Linked DNA regions of Anser cygnoides: region 2 is linked to region 1. A link is a contact called in public Hi-C data. All regions are on one chromosome and are shown on one strand. Each heading gives the region's core, a stretch centred on a gene start, on an enhancer-like site or on the middle of the called end of the contact. The rest is flanking DNA. Distances are from core to core; before and after follow the strand shown. Region 1 overlaps ITGA2 (integrin subunit alpha 2). Region 2 holds the start of FST (follistatin).

What was found. A called contact is a pair of places that touch in the nucleus more often than the background predicts.
Region 2: a Hi-C map of liver shows a contact between it and region 1, with 4 times the contacts expected there. The contact joins the promoter of FST here to the enhancer-like site in region 1. A contact is called at or near these places in 2 of 7 Hi-C or Micro-C datasets (both in liver).

The regions. Positions count from the first base shown.
Region 1 is chrZ:71,384,411-71,390,143 of Taihu_goose_T2T_genome, reverse strand. ITGA2 (integrin subunit alpha 2) reads right to left here. Exons shown (of 30, transcript XM_048050381.2): 24 at 3,283-3,385; 25 at 2,361-2,471; 26 at 1,774-1,878; 27 at 1,349-1,462. Among named protein-coding and RNA genes, the nearest start is that of ITGA2, 55 kb to the right of the region's middle. Within about 2 kb of position 2,568, at least 2 of the 3 cell types and tissues checked have open chromatin away from gene starts, as enhancers often do. A contact at or near this core is called in liver, where this site is marked.
Region 2 is chrZ:71,541,231-71,547,050 of Taihu_goose_T2T_genome, reverse strand. FST (follistatin) reads right to left here and starts at 4,220. Exons shown (of 6, transcript XM_013180615.3): 1 at 3,082-4,220; 2 at 925-1,116; 3 at 382-600; 4 at 1-22. The coding sequence starts at 3,163.

The sequences.
Region 1 (5,733 bases), core at 1,319-3,818:
GACACAGGGAGCATGAGCTACAAGGCGTTGAATTGACTGCAGGTTACAGCATATCTGCACCATGGCTATCTGTGCAAGTGGTCTGTCCTGCGATCCTAGGTATGGAGAAACCTGCCTATGCACGATTTAAAGCACCTTGCTTATTCCTAAACACATCTTTCTTTGCTTTGATTAGCAGGTATCATCAAGTCTGCTGCCTTCTCCTTCGGCAATGATTGATTGCCACTAAATAACAAGGCTATGATGTGCATCATTGGGTGCTTGCAAGGGTATTTGCATTGACAATCAAATAGAAAATGACAAAATGGAAGATGAGAGGAAAACATTCAGTCTTCCCTTCCCATCTCCCAGTGGAAAACAAATTGTTTCCATGCACTGTCTTGTGAGGGTAGCAACCTTTTACTTAGGCCTCCACCTTCTGCATATCTATCAGTACTAACAAATGTTCTTGACCCAGCTGATTTGAAAAACACCATCTTTAAAGACAGGCAGATGCTCTTCTTCACAAACTTGCCATAAGTATATTACATTATCAACCTGACCTTTTCCTTTTAAGCGCTGAATGATGAAGCTGACAACAATCCTGCTGTTCTATGTCAATACTTGCTACCAGACTCGCCAGACAGACTAATGAGACTGCGTCATGTTCCTGATGCTCTGTGCAAGCCTAGGACTCTAAGACAGTTTGGTTGGTTGCCTAGCTGAGGAGCCAATATAGTCTCATTTCAGAAATCTGGTAATTCGAGATGATTTATATTCTGGAGGACACATAATGATTTAAAATGGGAAAGTCAAGGTTTTATTGATGCATATTTTTAAGCATCCTGTAGCTCTTTAAGCAAGGACTGTTTCCTTGACACCAACTCTGATAAAAACAAAAAGTCAATTTAAAATAAAAATCCACACCTTCTCTAACAAATATAACTGGCAGCACTAATAGGCTTTTCGTATTTTGATGTGACTTAAAATGATCACTATGTAGCCTATGACATTCAAAAGCTAAAAGCAACATTATTTTCCAGGCTATGACTATGCTCTGCTGTCCTACGCTGAATTTTGTGGAAACTCTAGTTCACCTTAAATGAATTTAACAGATGCAGAAAATGTTTTTATAGCTATGAAGATCTGTATTGTCACTGCATTTTCTTAGAGTTTGTCCTGGACTGAAATTTGCAGTTCTGTTATGCTGCCTCACTTTTTGATTCAACTTTTCAATCTGGAAAAACACAATAACATAAAAGAATATCTTTCTAGATTGGGAAGTTCTCTTTAATGAACTTTAAAAAATACCAGGAACTAGGAAATACTTGTGTATTGGTTCCTTCATGAAGATGCAGGTGATACTCACAGCAGCAAAAGTACCATTCCAGATCCGGGTGGAGACATTCACAAAATACTCTCCTTTCAGCACGAGGTCTTCCAGTTTGCATGTGATGGTACTGCACTTTGCATTTTTACAGTTCTTCCAGGGAAAACAGCAAGGAGAGACAACAGCATGCATTAAAAAGTACAATTTAACAATAGGTCCTTTGATATCGAGTTTAAAATTTTACTATTCTGTGCCTGGAAATTGAGTGCTTGCACACAGTGAAGAACATGTAGTGCTGCTTCTCTCTAAGGTAGATGCAGTTATGTGTGAGAGTATCCATAGGAGGCACTCCTGCCCTGTGAGTGAAAAATGCCATGGCCACCACAGTCATCCCCACAGGTACAGCAGCAAGGATCAGCTCTACACCCCTGTCCTACTGTACAGCAGACCTGACGTGTACTCACCATTTCTTTCAAAGCTCTGAAGTTCTCTTTCTTGAAGGATGCAGAGTAAGATCTTTTTCCTATTTGCAGTGGATTTATCTGAGCTTGACAAGTAACACCTCTGGCCTAGGAAAGGGATGGCAGGAATTAAACTGGTTGACATCATACTCCAAAATGTATAGTCATCGTAAGAATATATACTTCTGATGACATGGTGGCTGTGAAATTATAGGTTGTGAATTACGTAATACTGGATGATTTTGGAATCTAACAGACCATGTATTTTAATCAGAATTAAACTGAACTGAAAGTTTTGTCCTGATCTAAAAAATCCATTTTTACTATTGTCTTCCCAGGATCTTGGAGAACCACCTAATTCCAGGGTCATATGAAAAGTCAGCTGTGGACTGTACAGATAATTGGCATCTGCCAAGGAATAGACTGGCGTACAGTTGATGTCTGGTCCTCCCCAGTCCCTTTGTAGGAGGGGGCATACAGAAAGGGCGGGGATTATCCGAATCTCAGATACACTGTGAAGGAAATAACTGATGTAAATGGTGCTGGTTAAAACCCCCAAACATATCAACTTATACAGTGCAGTCCTTCACCTGATCTGTGTCAATTGCAGTTAGGTACATCAGTGGGTTGTCTTTGTTGGTCAGCTCTGGAAGAAGGATTTTCACAGTTGCCATCTTCACTGGAATTCCTCCTGTTGTTACCTGCAAAATAAATAGCTCACAATTAATTCAGGTAGCAATACTTATATACACAAAAAGTATTTGGCATAACAAGAGAATCAGAAATCACATACGATTATGGAAGAACTGGATTCCTTTTGCATCAATGTTTTTTGTATTGTCACATTTACTGGGGTAAATAATGAAATTATGCCCTAGTGGAAAGCATACTCTATAGCTTCAGGCCCCTGCCTGTTTCCTTAGCAAAGCTCTTATTATCTGCATGAAATATTTTTTGAAAAGCAAATATTCCACAACGGCCAATAGGCTTTTACAAAAGCAGTTACAAGAATATAAATGGAATATAAAGTTTCTTCCACATTGCATATTTAGATTTTTTTTTTGAGCTGTGTAATAAATGCTGTGATCTGGCTAGTTCCTGCATCGTGTTTGAGCGCTTAACCCCTGCCAAACTTCAAATTTCAAAGTCCAAGCCTGCAAAGACTTGTTTTCCTTTATCAAGTCAGCAGAAGACAAATTAGCTCTGTGAACAAATACTGTAAGCTATCCTGAAGTTAAGCATTAACCCTCTTCCAAATACGTAAACAGTGCAGGACCAATCCCTCCACCATTCTACTTAAGTGTTACGTTCAAATTTCATTTCTGACCTCATCAACATTGTAAGGATTTATCCCTCCTGCTATTTGCAATTTTCTTCCCCTGTTTGACTGATTCAAAAGCATCAAATTCAGATAGTGAAATCAGAAGCATTTTTTTTCAACTGCATTTTGGGACCCAGGTGCAGGCAGAGGTAAGGCAGCTTCTCAAAACAGAACCAGAAACATTTACTAACCTTAACTGAGAAGTTGAATGCGGGGCCAATATCTTCAAAATTATTCACAGTGGAAGGAATGTTATGACCAGAGTATACTTCATAGAAGTTGATGTTGGCAAGCCTAGTTAACAACCGTAAAACAATACATTTCAGTTTCGCATCTACTTTGAAAACATATGCAACTGGATGTGCTTTGGTTTGTTCTAAGTTTGTGAATCAGGTCAGAATTATAATCGCAGGAAAATCAGTCGCTTGTCCTGCTGTTTGAACGTTAAAAATTTAGTTCAGAAAATAAGTGCTATACTGAAGCCAACCGAGCACATGAAGACAGCAGGGCAGCATGAGATGTAGGTTCTGTTCAAACTTGTCCTTGCCACAGTGCATCTAGAACCCTACTGCAAGCTCCTCTCCCGGGCAGAAATTACAACTTTCGGCCCTAATGCCCTGTGCTACAAGTGGGTTTGTTTCCTCACTGCCTGGGTGTGGAAACACACAGCACCCCGTTTGTATGCATGCCACATACCTTACAGCCCTCAGTCTGCTCTCATCCACTTTATTACTATAGTTTTTATCATTCAAAATTTCTAAAGTAATGTGAAGGTGGTTGCAGCCCACTATATCACGAAATTACAGGTGTGAGATGGAAAAACAGGTTGTGAGGGCCTGTGGATGACTCAACCAGGTGAGTCTGTGCTCAAAGACAACAAAACATCCCTGTGTAGTTAATTGCATCCATGTGCTCCTTGTGACCAACTACTACTGCTGAACCATCCCATAATCTTTCTGGTCTTCATCCTACAGGAGGCTTAGTTAAGTAATTTCGAACATGAAAAGCTAGGGAGTGAGTTAACAAGGAGCTATCATGACTCCCTACATCAGCTCTTCATGTAGCACAAAGTGCAGATCCCTTCTATTTGGCAATGCAGCTCTACCCAGTTAATCTGGGTAACATCTGTGCACACAATCCCAAACTCACGTGTGCAGTCTCAAAGAGATGCTTTTTGATTAGTTGTGCTCCTCCATACTGTGTCAGGGATCCTTCTCATTTCTTCATGCTTCCTCCCAAGGGCCCTTTCCTCAAAGACCCTCCTGACTAGACCTGCTAGGAAAACCCACATGAAACATTTTCTGCTTCCTTATTGCTCAAATATCCGGCCTTTCTGGTTTACATGATATCAGCTTCCTTGTCCTTGCAGAAGTCACTGATAAGACTGATTCCCACCTCTGAAAACCCGAATCAGGATGTTTTTCACTAGAAAAGCCTATCTTCAATGAGTTGACACTTTTTTCTCAACCCTTGTAATTTAAAAAGTTAGTTATTTGCTAAATTACCTGCCTCAGGAAGGAGCTATTTCCAGATAGATACTTCCTAAGTGTTAGAGGGTGTATAAATGAGCTATCTCCAAGGGAAGCATTAAAAATCGTGCGTTGGCTTAATGTGTACTTCCTTCAGTTCCTTTAAGCTGTCTCATCACCAAAAATAACTAAAATCTTTTTCCAACTCTAGAGATTCCTTCATGCCCTGACTTGCATATGAAACTGCATTTTCTCATACTTCAGGAGATGCACCTGAATTTGAAACACTATTTTATCTTGAGTAACTCTTTTACAGGCTCTCTGCCTAGTCTTTTCTGAAGCACTGAGCTTCTGTTCTTAGCGCTCAGCTAAATTAAATTTGCTGATTCAAGTTTGCACTTTTTCAAATTCCTCAGAAACTACTACTTAAGTTGGTGTGATAGGCACCTACTCAGATGCTTCTGTAGTCTCTGCGCTGCTGCTAACTTGAATAACAAAAACTCTTCTGCTGATGTCTCACGTGACTTTCCCAGTGAGTTGAAAGAATTTGCATCACTGACCTAAATACATGCTTTTAAGCAACTAAAAAAATCCAAAAAATTCTGCAAGACTATAATTGGTGCACCCAACTGTGCTGAATCCTGGGCCTTATATTTTTAAACTGCTGCTGCAAATTAAAATCAGGTTCTGTACTGTGGTCCATATTCATGCAACGACCTGAGCTAGAAGTTCTTGTGGTTACAGTGGCCTTTGAATGTTCATTTCCTAAATTCATTGTTGCTGTGCATTTTAGGCAGCTAAATATCTTACCCTACAAATCCAGCAATTAGGAAAGATGAACACATTTTTTGATGGAAAGTGAAGTAGTCTATCTTAAACTAAGAGTCAAATCAGTATATTTTTGTTTCATTTGTAATTTTGGATAAACTGTAACTGGAATTATTCTTGTCTAGAACCGTAACAGATGAATTACTAATTTCAGTACATCCAAACACACTGGACGTTTCAAGGGCTGAAGATGAGAAGTTTCAAGGGCATGAACCTCTCACTCTCTTTAATTTTCTTTGCTGAGAGAGGTATGCATTTGAACTGGAGCATTTTGTTTTGTTTGTTTGTTTTTGTTGTTATTTTGCTCAGTTTTGATCTGTTCAACTTCAGATTTGATCCAATTTC
Region 2 (5,820 bases), core at 2,971-5,470, 160 kb before region 1:
CATAAGACATCCCTACAGGTCTCTGAAATAAAGATGGAAACACAGAGCGATTAATTAGGGGACCCCCAGCATGACAGTGAGAAGCGAATGGGTGACACAATGAAACAAACGATCAGTTAAAGCCTTCAGCAGCAATCCTCATTTAAGGGCCGCTGTAGGGGACCTTCCCATCTCAGGGGAGCTGGACGTAAGCGCTGCTAGACCCTGGGGAACTCTCAGTCCAGCTAGGCCCTGGTCTGCTGAGCATGGTTTAGTTACTGTCTCCCAGCACTTGGAACATCACTCTGGTTACACTGGGGAAGTACGTCAGCTCCTCCTCCCTACATTCAGACACACACCCTTTGGCATTTGAGGGAGATCGGATGAGATTTGCAAACCTACTTTTGCATTTGCCCTGATACTGGACTTCAAGTTCGGGCTGTTCTTTACATCTGGCTTTGAGAAGGGCACACTCGTTCCTGTAGGTTTTCCCATCTAAGCCACACACGGGGCCCTTCCAAGTGATATTAGAGCAATCCGGAGCACAAACACACCGAGGTTTGTTCTTCTTGTTCATTTTACATTTCTTCCCGGGTCCACAGTCCACGTTCTCGCACGTTTCTGATGGAAGGAAAGAGGCACCCCTTCAGTACCCAGCGTGCGGGACACACTTGGTGCCAAAACCACTCAGAGAACGAAAACACGCCGTGACCGTAGGGCGCACAGTGAACACACCTCCCCGCACCCCCACACCCACGCAGGGAAGGGAAGGCGAGGGAAATCCCCCAGCCTGTGAGGATAGGGCCGTGGGGGGCTCCATCCCCTCCACCCCTCTGCACGGTCGAGGAAAAAGGGGGTCCCCCCGGGGCAGCGAGGCTTTCCTGTGGCCCCCTGCCTCCCCCAACCCACTACGCGGGCCTGTGTGCCTGGCAGGGCCCCCCTCACCTTTGCAGGGGATGCAGTTGGGGGCTCCCCCATTAAAAATCATCCACTTGAAGAGTGTGTTGTCGTTGACATCCTCCTCCGTCCACGAGGTTGTCAGGCGGCCGCTCTTGCAGCACTCCTCCTTGCTGAGGTCAGTCTTGTAGAGGACCTGGCAGCGGCCGTTCCTCGCCTGCCGGAGCCAGCAGTTCCCAGCTGCGGGGGGACAAGGGGGGGGGGACACCCGCACGCCTTCAGTGACCGCCACCCCCGGGGCACAACGCGTGCTGCGCCCCGGGCGACCCCGACTTTGGCTGCTGCGACTGATTTAGTTTGCCCCCCTTTCGTAACCCGCAGCTACCCCGGCCCGCTTGGGACCGCGGTTAAATATAATAACAGTAAAAATAATATAATAATAATAAAATAATAATAATTAAAAACGACTGAAAGCACAAGACCAGATCAAAACAGGACGAGGCAGTTTTCCGAGGTATTTATTCCATATGTAGAGCAGAAGGAGCCCTGCCGGCACGTGACAGAGGCTTGAAAAGGATGTGCATTTAAAAGGGAATAAAAAGAAAATCGCGCTTGCAAATTCCTCCCTCCTCCCCCTGCCCTCTCCTCCTGACGGCGGCTGCCCAGCAGCATTGTTTTAGTGCCGCACGCAGTTGCAGCCCCAGCCCGTTTTGCAATCCGCACGGACTGGGAACATTCGCTGTTAGCGAAGTCTTTCGAAATCTCCACATTTCGCTGCTTCTATTAACAAACGTCTTCCCTTTACTAAAATAAGTCAGCAAAGTTCCAAAAAAAAAAAAAAAAAAAAAAAGAAAGTGAGCAAAGTACACACAACGCAAGGGCACACAGAGGAGGAGGTCCCTACAGAGTTTTCAAAATCGATCCAACTGGAAAAGTTGGAGGTGCCGTCTCTCCGGCAAGCATTGCAGAGGAAAGTACACTGTCCTTAAACCGGATAGAGTTTTTTTTTTTTTTTTTTTTTTTACTAGTATGCCTGTTATTCGTGGAGTCACGCCAAGAACATTAGTCCAAGCAACTCCCCCTGCTTTAGCTGGAGAGTTTTGGTTGGGATGAGCCTCTCGTGAATAACCAATGTGACTTCTCCAGCGACTCAATACCAATTGATTCTGGTGCTCATCCAGCGAGGGCTCGATCCTGCCTCCTTACTCCGATGGGAACGTACCGGAGTGAGGGGTCAGGATCGGCCAGCCGGGATGTCGCGGGGCGTGGGGGGACGTGTCGTGTCGTGACCCCCTCCCCACACCCCCTGCCAAAAATCACAGAACAAACAACGCCCTAAAAAATAATAAAAAAAAAGTTTTGCGTCTTACAGTTGCCTACGTTTGTTTAACTTCTGCTCTAGCTCAGGGGCGTGGGGGGAAAAAAAAAAAAAGGAAAAAAAAATGGTAAAGCAAGCAACGGTTAGACATCCAGGTTGTGGGTGGCACACGGTCAAGATAAGGGGTAAAAAGCCCCCGAACTAAAAATCAATATTCCCTTGTGTCGAAAGAGGGCTCTTAAGAGTTGTCAATACCAGGTTCGGGGCTGTTTTGTTCGCATGGAGAAAAAAAAAAAAAGAAAAAAGCAAACTTACTGAAGCATACTCCTCAGCGCAGGAGAATTTACAGCACGTTAACATTTACTCACACACACACACACTAGGGGAGGGAGGGGGGGAAGGAGGAAATCCTAATATTAAAGGAATGTCCGGAAAATGACCACTATTGGTTTCTGAAAGCGTCAGCTGTAATTGTGGGGCTCCCCATCATCACCTCTCCTTCTGTCAGGCAGGCGAGATAAGAATCTGAGCTAAATTACCAACAAACTTTGAGCACTCATTCGGGACCCGCGCCTAGGAAAAGTTCCCCCACGATGCTGCTCTTCATTCATGCTGCATAGTAACAAAAATACCAAGAAACATCCTCATCTGTTCTCTGTGCCTGTGCAGAGCGGGGCGAAGATCCGATCAAAAAGCAACCTAAATGACACCTCTGCGCCTCGGTACAAAGCAGCCCCATGCTCACAGTTAACTTCTTTCCTGTTGGACCTTGGAGAGAGGCGTTTAACACCGCAGCGAACTAAACAGCGCCCGAAAGACGGAAAATTACAGTAATAACAACAACAACAGCAATAAAACGCATCTACGAATAAACAATCCGGTCTTACCCTGCGCTGTGTGGTCTTCCATGAAGTGGCAGAGAAACATCAGGAGTAAGAGCATGCCCGGGTGGATTCTCTGATTTAACATCCTCAGCGTAGCACGGAGTGAGAGAGACACAGAAACAGAGTGAGGGGGAGTAGGGAGAGGGAGCGAGCACTAGCCAGCCTGCTTATGATCGCTCTATTGAATGAACGTCAGGCTCTGAATGCAGTCTCTCTTTAAATCTATACGGGGGTCTTAGCTGTCTGCGGTGGGCGGTCTCCTAATGTGTGTGTGTGTCTGCTCGGGGGTGGGGAGATTTAAAAAGTTCAGTGTGAATCAGGTGACATTTTCCACCTTCTGGAAACCCTCTCCAATTATCTGCTTTAGGTGCACGCACACACGCGGGCGCGCACCCCCACCCCCCCGGGGCGCGCACCCGCGCAAGCTCCGCACCCGCGGGAGGCAGCGCAAAGCCCTGGGGACCCGCACCGCGCACCCGGAGGGTTTTGGCAACCCACGGGGGTCGCGGCGCAGGGAGCGGGGCTGGGGGGCCAGGGGGCTGCGCTGCCCCCCCGAGGGGGCTCCGCTGCCCGGGGGGGGCTCCGCTCCGCGCCCCGCTCCGCGGTGCCTCCCCCCTCCGCGCTGCCTTCCCCAGCCTTCCCCATCCGCGCTTCGCAGCCCCCGGTGCCCGCAGCGGCGCGCACACGGCTCGGCCCCCGAAAAAAAGCCCCGGCCAACCAAGCGACCAACCCCGGACCGAAAAAACAAAACAAAACAAAACAAAAAAAAAACCAGCAAGGAACCGAATAAAAGTTTAATACCTAGGGCTCTGCCCAAGTGACAGCCTTTTTCACTGGGAGCCCGGGAGGACGAGACGGGAATGGGGGCGACGTAGGCGGTCTCCTTTCAGAATCAGAAAAGATTGCAACATCGATAATGAACTTCTAGGGCACTAGTTTATTAAGCACAGTCTGGCATTATTCTCCCCTTAGAAAAGTTGGCGGTCTCTCATTTATAACATTTTTTGGCACCGTTGAATGAAACTGAGTAGGCGATATTTCCTTTTATACAAAACGATTACTTAACGGAAAATGGCATTGTTTATTCAAAAGCTGCCTTTTTAATTTCGATTCTTTCGCTTTTCTGAGCCACCAAAGCACAACAGACTGCGAAGTATGCAGACAGGAATGCCCGGACAGTGCCGGGTCAGGGGCCGGTGCGCCGCGGCCGCCCGCGCCCTCCGCCGGCCCTCCCCGCAGCCCTCCTCCCGCGCCCGCCTCCCGGCCCCCCCCACCGCCCGCCCCCTCCCCACAACTGCAAATAACTCAGCGATAACAGATTTTTTTCCACCAACTGCAGGAGATAGTGCTAATCTTTTAATAAAAGATCCCATTACAATGGGATCTGTCTGGACAGACTATAATAGATCCAGAAATACAGCCGTGCTAATATTAGAAGACAGTTGTTTGGGTGCCTCAGCCCGGGCCCGGGTCCCGCTTTGAAAGTGGGCATGAATCACAATGTCCCCCGGTACCACCTGCAGTCACACGCATTAAGAAGCAGACTGGTAAATGATTGACCTCGCTGCATTTCTTTCTTTCCTTTTTTTTTTTTTTCCTTGTTATTATTATGATCATCGTCCTGAGCAGCGCCCGGGCATTTTGAGCACTTCAGAAGCTCCGGGACTCCGCATCCTTTTTAATCTTTTTCCCAAATTGGTGCCACTCTTCCCCCCACACGCCCCCCCGCCCCGCCTCTCTCTCCTCTTTCGCTGGAGCAGCGTGAATGCAGGGTTGCTTAGTGCCCTCTAATGGCAGACGACATCAACAGTAAATACCAAAACACCCCTCATCCCGGGGAAAAGGGCAGCTTTCCAAAGCCGCCTCTCCTCCCGGAGGGAACGCACCCCGGGCGCAAGGTGCCTACAGGGGGCCGGACCCCCAAGCCCACCCCATCCCCGGGCAATGCCCCCCGGGGAGCGGGGGCAGGGGGCTCGGCCCGGCCCCCGGCGGGGGTCCCGTCCCGAAGAGGCAGGGGGGCAGCGGTGGGGCTGCCCCGGCTGCCCCCGCAGCGAGCGCCCCGCTCCCGGCACCGCGCCGCCGGGGCACAGGTTCCCCGCTCTGCTCCTGCTCTCTTCTCTCTCTCTCTCTCTTTTTTTTTTTTTTTTCCCCCAAGTTTGTCTGTGTTGTTTTTTTTTTCCTAATTGGCCAATGCGGTGTTTATCCTGATAATGGTTTCAATTATAAAGGGGCATTTTCAGGCCGTATTCCTGGAAATGAGATGCCGGATGGGTCGATAAGGTTTGCACATGTGCTTCATGCGTGCATCATCGGGAGATCAATATGATTGCGCTGGTATGGAGATTTGTATCACACCTGTTCTCTGACATCACACAGAAACAGCTGCTCTTTCTTTTATTGTTTTTTTTTTTTTTTAGATGCTAAATATTGGGTTTGTGTGTAACAACATTGTATAATCAGAAATGCTTTCTTCTTTTTCACTGTATGCCTCCCTGTACTACTCCCCCACCCTTTTCTGCTTTGCCAACAATCACATTTAAATTACCAAAAAAACAATAGGGTCGATCTGTAACTGAATTGTCAGGCAGCACACAAAAAGAGTGTTGTTCTCAGCCTGACAGGTTTTAAAACTTCTTTCTACCAAGAAGTGTATGCATTTTAATATATGTTTTTGGATGTGAGTCCAATCTTTGCAGCTGGCCCTGAACTTGGAATAATAAAGCCTTTTAAAACACCCCTATA